2 separate regions of the Sus scrofa genome follow, and region 1 is linked to region 2. A link is a contact called in public HiChIP or PLAC-seq data. All regions are on one chromosome and are shown on one strand. The core of a region is the stretch at or near the end of the contact, and the rest is flanking DNA. Distances in the headings are between cores, read along the strand shown. Region 1 overlaps PDGFC (platelet-derived growth factor C). Region 2 overlaps PDGFC (platelet-derived growth factor C).

What was found. HiChIP or PLAC-seq counts read pairs in DNA pulled down with a chosen protein or histone mark.
Region 1: an H3K27ac HiChIP or PLAC-seq map of skeletal muscle shows a contact between it and region 2. The contact joins two enhancer-like sites. A contact is called at or near these places in 3 of 47 Hi-C or Micro-C datasets (alveolar macrophages, heart right ventricle and skeletal muscle) and 2 of 2 datasets of contacts at active chromatin or transcription factors (alveolar macrophages and skeletal muscle).

The regions. Positions count from the first base shown.
Region 1 is chr8:45,770,047-45,773,439 of Sscrofa11.1, forward strand. All of the region lies in intron 1 of PDGFC (platelet-derived growth factor C), which reads right to left. Among named protein-coding and RNA genes, the nearest start is that of PDGFC, 37 kb to the right of the region's middle. Within about 2 kb of position 2,050, at least 24 of the 83 cell types and tissues checked have an H3K27ac peak or open chromatin away from gene starts, as enhancers often do. A contact at or near this core is called in alveolar macrophages and skeletal muscle, where this site is marked.
Region 2 is chr8:45,587,317-45,590,690 of Sscrofa11.1, forward strand. It overlaps PDGFC (platelet-derived growth factor C), which reads right to left. Exons shown (of 6, transcript XM_021101285.1): 5 at 1,562-1,779. Among named protein-coding and RNA genes, the nearest start is that of PDGFC, 220 kb to the right of the region's middle. Within about 2 kb of position 1,730, at least 12 of the 83 cell types and tissues checked have an H3K27ac peak or open chromatin away from gene starts, as enhancers often do. A contact at or near this core is called in alveolar macrophages and skeletal muscle, where this site is marked.

The DNA.
Region 1 (3,393 bases), core at 800-3,299, 180 kb after region 2:
GATTTTTTCATAAAATACGTTCATGTTAATATTTATCACTGCTACTCCTAAATGAGTAAGTATGTTGAACCTTCCTCAATTTGGTTCCAATATGATAAATATCAACAGATATAACCCATACAAACAAAAGCTCTTTGGCATCTTCAATAGTCTTCTCGAGGATAAAAGAATCTTAAGACCAGTGTTCCCATTATGGCTCAGCAGGTTAAGAACCTAACACAGAGTCTGTGAGGATATGGGTCTGATCCTTAGTCTTGCTCAGTGGGTTAAGGACCCAGCACTGCCACAAGCTATGGTGTAGGTCACAGATGTGGCTTGGCTGCAGGGTTGCTGTGGCTGTGGTACAGGCCTGCAGCTGCAGTTCCAATTCAACCCTTTGCCCACGAACTTCCATATGCTGCAAGAGGGCCATAAAAAGGAAAAAATAAAGAATCTTAAGACTAAGAAGTTTGAGGATTATCTGTTTGATGCTGATGCTCAGAAAGTGCAAAAGGGAAGAACAAAACTGACTCCATATTGTATCTGCTTCTTTTACTTTAGCCTTTGTATTCTATTGCTTTTGCTTTAAGAATACTGTCTATAGGCTGAAATATATACAGGATCACCCATTCTCAAGGCTCTGACCTTTAAAGGTTTAACATGTTTCCATTCACATAGAGATGAAAAGTTGCAGAACAGAGAATAACATTTGTCTTACTGGAGGTGTACAGGAACATCAGGACCTGACCTACGTGGACAGCTATGAGAACAAAGGATTCTGACACCAAGAAGTTTGCAACAACTAACCACACCCCCTCCCTCATCTTGCCTTTAAAAATGCTTTGCTGAAACCCTTCAGGGAGTCTGGGGTTTCTGGGGCAAGGGCCACTTGTCTCACTGCATGGCCCTCAATAAACTTTTATCTGCCCCAAACTCTGTTTCAATGTGTTTGGCCTCACTGTGCATTGGGCACAGGAACTTGGGTTTGGTAACGTAAGTGCCGAATCATGAGGAAAGGCCATGCAAACACGGGGATCGCTGAGGTAGGGATCTGAAGGGATGGGTACAGATCTATGAGGTGAACAAAAGATAAGAGAGAGGAGAACTTTGCTTTAATAATGTACACAGTTTATAAATAGCGCTATTTAAAGTGTTCTCCAAGAGGCTGAGCAACTTACATAAAACGATTAAAAATGAAGTGCTCCCTTTCAGATGAGAGGCTGGGCAGGATGAGGGGACCACATGAACAGTTATTGCCTCTCCACATACTCCATGTTGTAATTATAGAGAAAATCTTGGATTTAAAGCTGGACACGCCACCATTTTTCACAGGAAAACTGTGCTGAGAGAAAGAGTGTGGTTTCTTGTTAAGTCTATCATCTTCTAGAAAGCTCAGTTTCAAAATACTGTTATTATGATCAATGTTATTAAAAACAACATCAAATCAAAAGAAAATATCAAACATGTGTTTTTCTCAACATTGTTTCCTAAAAACCCATCATCCTTTCAGGCTGGTTAGTAACTTCCTTGGGTATAAAATACACGAGATTCTTCCTCAAAGACAATCATGAAAGTTACTTAGAGGACAAAACAAGATACCATATATTCCTGGAAGAAACTCTAGAAATTCTGAACCAAATAAGATCTGATCAAAATTATAAGGTGACACCATCTATTTTTTAAGCTGAACCTGTAAACAAAACTAAAACTGAACAGGAACAGAGATGCATCTGAAAAAAAGCAAAAACCAAAAGTGTTTTCTTTTTGCATAAAACCCTTCCTAAGTTCCTGGATGATCTATTGGTGAATAACAGCAAGCATCACAAAAACAATTCTAAGATTTTATAAAAGGGAACCAGCTTGTGAAACTATTCTTATGGATGGAATCAAAAAATACACTCTCCTGGCACCTTGCCTCATCGTCTGCCTAAAGGCCAGAGGGAAAACCCCTTGCTGACCATAAAAGGGCTGCCTGCATGTTCTCAGTGGAAAGTATACAGGATCTTATTTACACGAGTATAAATACATGCCATTCCCGTGTGCTCACTGGTGCTTCTGAAGCCTGGCCAGAAAAGGAGGGTCCAGGGGCTCAACGCAAACAGGATTCAAAAAGTCTATGATGTTATCCAACACCGAATGCATTTTACTCTTCCAGCTTCTCTTCTCTCATGATAAAAATATCTACAAAGTGTAAGATCACTATCCTTTAACAGGTGACAGCTCCAGAAATACTTGAAAATAAGCCTTTAAGATTCAGCAGGAGGAAAACACACTCCATAAAGAGGCAATTTCTTCTAGTAACATTACAGCTGTGTGAACAGAGAAATAACCACAGCCTATCCATGTACATTTCTAGAAGGTTAAAGTTTGAAAACTTCTGAGAAACAGTTAGTACACACACTACCATGATGTGACAAAAGAAAAAAAAAATACCGATAACAATAAGCGAAAGAAGCAGTAGGTACACATAACGTGTGTGTGTGTGAATAATTACAACACTGTGATCAGAGAGCAAACATGTGGATATGCTATGGATATAACAAATAGTTTCCATGTAAAACTCTTAGGAAAACTCTGAGATTTCAGTTTAGTAAGTTGTGTTAAATAGTCACCATACAGATCTCAGATTATCTATCACTTTCTTTTGTTTTTGGGGTGTTTTTTTTTTTTTTTTTTTGCTTTTTAGGGCCACACCCGAGGCATATGAAAGTTCCCAAGGTAGGCGTCAAGGCAGAGCTTCAGCTTCCAGCCTACACCACAGCCACAGCAACTGGGGATCCGAGCCGCATCGGAGACCTACACAACAGCTCACGGCAACAATGGATCCCTGACCCACTGAGTGAGGCCAGGGATCAAACCCACATCCTCATGGATACTAGTCAAATTCATTTCTACTGCTTCACAATGGGAACTCCCTTATCTACCACTTTTAGCTGGAAATAATGTCTGAGATAAAGATCTATCACATAAAGGTAGTTAAAAGATACAAACTTCCAGCTGTAAAATATATAAGTTGCAGTGATGTAACACACCACATGATAAATATAATTAATGCTGCTATATGTTATGTATGGGAATTAAGAGAGTAAGTCCTAAGAGGAAAAAAATGTCTTCTCTTTCTTTTATTTTGTATCTATATGGATGATGGATATTCACTAATCATTTCATTATTTATGTACATCAAATCATGATGCTGGACACCTTAAACTTACACAGTGCTATAATGTCAACTATATATCAACGAAACTGGAAGTAAAAAAATAAAAACAGTTAATAAAGACCCATCACAAGGCTAAGGTGAATATTAACAGCCATCTATTAACAGATCATCTCAGTGAGTTTAGACCCTCTAAAACATCTGGGCTTGGTGATCTTACCTTCCAAAGAGTCTCAAACTGTCTTCCCTAGGAACCT
Region 2 (3,374 bases), core at 480-2,979:
ACAGTTTGGGATGTTATCTACTAAAAACTGTCATCTAATGGCTGTCACAGAATAACACCCTATGAGAGATCTGAGAGATGATCACAGTTGACACTTATTTTATGAAGGTTGAATGTCTTGTGGATGGTTACGACAAGTTAATGGTGGATCTAGAATGGGAACAGGAGCATCTGTTCTGGAATCCAGTGCCTTTTTTCCACTTAATCAACTGCCGACACAATGTTGGTTAAAGTCCAGGCAACCACATGACATGAGGGTGGTTTATGACACTGCATGTTCAGATGACACAACCCAACAGATGAGGCCTCAATGATATCTTCATGTACAGGAAAAATCATTTTATTTATTATGTAGAAATTTATTTTGTGTTATTCTTTTATTTGGTAGAAAAAAAAAAACTAAGAAAGCCATATTGAAATGAAGTCAGAAGGCAGATTTTGGCTCAGTTTTGGAAAAACTAAAGTTTTTAAAAAAATGTTTTGTAAAAATTGAAGTTGACTCCTTAAGAAGGGATTGCTTCCTGAGGTATGAAAGCTGCATGCCATGCTGCTGCTGGAGAGAGGATATCACTGGGGATAATGAAAACCTGAATTGATAGAACACTGTAAATCAACTATAATAAAAAATTTACGAGTTCCCGTCATGGCTCATGAATCTGACTAGGAACCATGAGGTTGCAGGTTCGATCCCTGGCCTTGCTCAGTGGGTTAAGGATCCAGTGTTGCCATGAGCTGTGGTGTAGGTTGCAGACGCTGCTCGGATCCCGCATTGCTGTGGCTGTGGTGTAGGCTGGTGGCTACAGCTCCGATTAGACCCCTAGCCTGGGAACGTCCGTATGCCTCAGGTGCGGCCCTAGAAAAGGCAGAAAGACAAAAAATAAAAAAAAAATAAATACATAAAAATCAAAACCAAAAACAATACCAAAATGTGTACATTCTAAGGTTCCCAGGCCTTAAAAAAAATGGTAATTGCTAACATTTATTATTATATTTTCCTTAATTCCATAAACTAGAGGTAGAAGGGTAAAGAATCCATAAAAGGTTTAACATGCTACTGGGGACAGCATGAATAAAAGGAAGATATAAATAAAGAATAACAGGAAGTGTAATTACGAATACGTCTCTTGGGATTTGTGTGCCTGTACTGCCCCAAATGGAAAAAAGACCTCTTTTCTCCAAAATAGACCATTATTTACCTCCAAGTTTGTCCTTAAAATATTTTCTGTTCATATTCTGAAAAAGTGAAACACTTAACCCATTTTATGCCCCCATGGAAGATCATGTTTCTTTTTTGTACAAGAGAGAAAAACTCCCCTAAGCACCCATGATGTGCTATCAGAAAACAAGCTTTCTAAATCCCTGATGTCTGGGTTTCTGAGTTCAAAGTCCTAATAAAAAAATAAATAAAAACATGAACTATGATGTAAACCTTGATTTTGTTTTGTTTTCACAAAGACTACATTTCCTTTCCAAACAAAAATCTATTTCTGGTACAGTGTTTCACATTTTTTTTTTTTTTTAGGCACAATACCACCAAAAGAACCAGGAAAGGACATACATACCTCGTGATATTTCTTGGTGACTTTGCTGGGGACACACTGACACTCATTGCAGGTGTGCATGCAGCAGGCACAGTTCCCGCCACAACGCTTGACGAGGAGGCAGCCTGGCCAGAAGATGGTGTCTGTTCTCTTCAGCTCTTCCCTGATAGACACTGAAAAGTTCCTAGGGGTGCAGCTGTATAGCCTCACTTCTTCTTTGAGAAGGTTCAGATCCACCACTGTGTGGAACCCAAGGAAGCAGAGAAAGAGAGGTGTTCATGCTCTTAGCCTGTGTATTTCATTACATTTTTTTTCATAAAGAAGTCTAGCTATTTCAAGAACTATCACCCAACAACATTCTCTACTATTTTAATGCAGCTTTAGGGTGATGCAGCTTGCAAGTTGGACTTTCTGTGTTACAGTACACAGAGCTTCCTTGTAACTTAGCGACCAATGAAGTGATGGCATCATGCAGGGTTAAGAATAGAGCTGACAAAATAGTTGAGAGCTATAAATAGGAAACTTTAATAGAGCATAAGGGGGGCTACACGTTTTAACCTTTGAATAAAAGTAAACAAGGGGAGCACTGGAGGGAAGAACAGAAAATAAAATGAATGCTTTGATGAAAAAACAAATGCAATTTTTGTAAGAATTACAATCTCATGCGATTAATGAAGAACAACTTACAGAAACTTGTAAACAGAACTTTCTATGATCTTTCTGGCAATAAGAATCATAGAATGTGAACAGGAAATGAAAAAAAATTAAATTTTGAAGACAGCTGAATGGAGCAGGAGTGAAAAAAATGATACTTTTAAAGGAGCAGAAGTTGCTGGAAAGCACTGCTTCTGGTAAACTGAGTAATTTATGGACTTTGAAATTGTTTAACTAGACTCCTTCAGAGCTCGTCTCCTTCTAAAGAATGGAAGAAATGTCTAATTTATAACCACTGCCTCTATTCTTTGAGCAAGTTGGTTAGCTATATTGTGCTTTATTCTTTAAAAGAATACCTACTTGTGAAGACCAAACAAAATATCCTTTCAGCAGATTGTTGCAGTAAATTCTCAAAGAACCATTGTTTTTAGCTACAAAACATCACTGCCTCAGTTAAATTCTATCAAAATTACATGTCATGTTTATGATAAACTTATATATAACATATAAAGTAGCTGATAATAATTAGGATAAGCATCTCTAATGTAATTTTAATTTCTGCCTTGTAGCTTTATTTTTTACCCTAGAAATATTCAAATAAAAGCAATTGCAATAAAATTGAAGCTTGGAGTAATATATAATTCATTGGAGTTTTTTCCTTCAAAAATAAAGCTTTACTAAAATTTAGCAACATTATCTAAAATATACTTAATCTAATCTGGTTAAATACATTTTCACTAATATTACCAACATTATAAGTACTATTTTCTGGCTAAAGATTGCTTCAGGTAATAAAAATCACTATGTAAACCAGTTTTTAAAACTAAGAGTTAATCTTTTTTTTAATACTTTTAAAATGACAAGATAATTAAAAATCAAGTGTCTGTTTTTTTAGCTATGTTTTTAACCTGTACATGTAATCAAGTTTGTTTCTAAAGTGTCAAAAGAAACCAATGTAAGTAATTTCAAGAAATATATTATAGATTATGCATATGCAACTGTAAATTGTAAGCACATGTAAAATATATGGTTGACAAAACCTAGCTCAAGTATAGGGAAACACCAAGAAAATGCTAACCCAGTACGTTCATTTCAACATCTTATTAAGCTAAAAGTTATTTTTTCTACTCGGCAGAAAATCACTGTTTCATCATTTGAGTATCTAATGATTTCCTTTTCA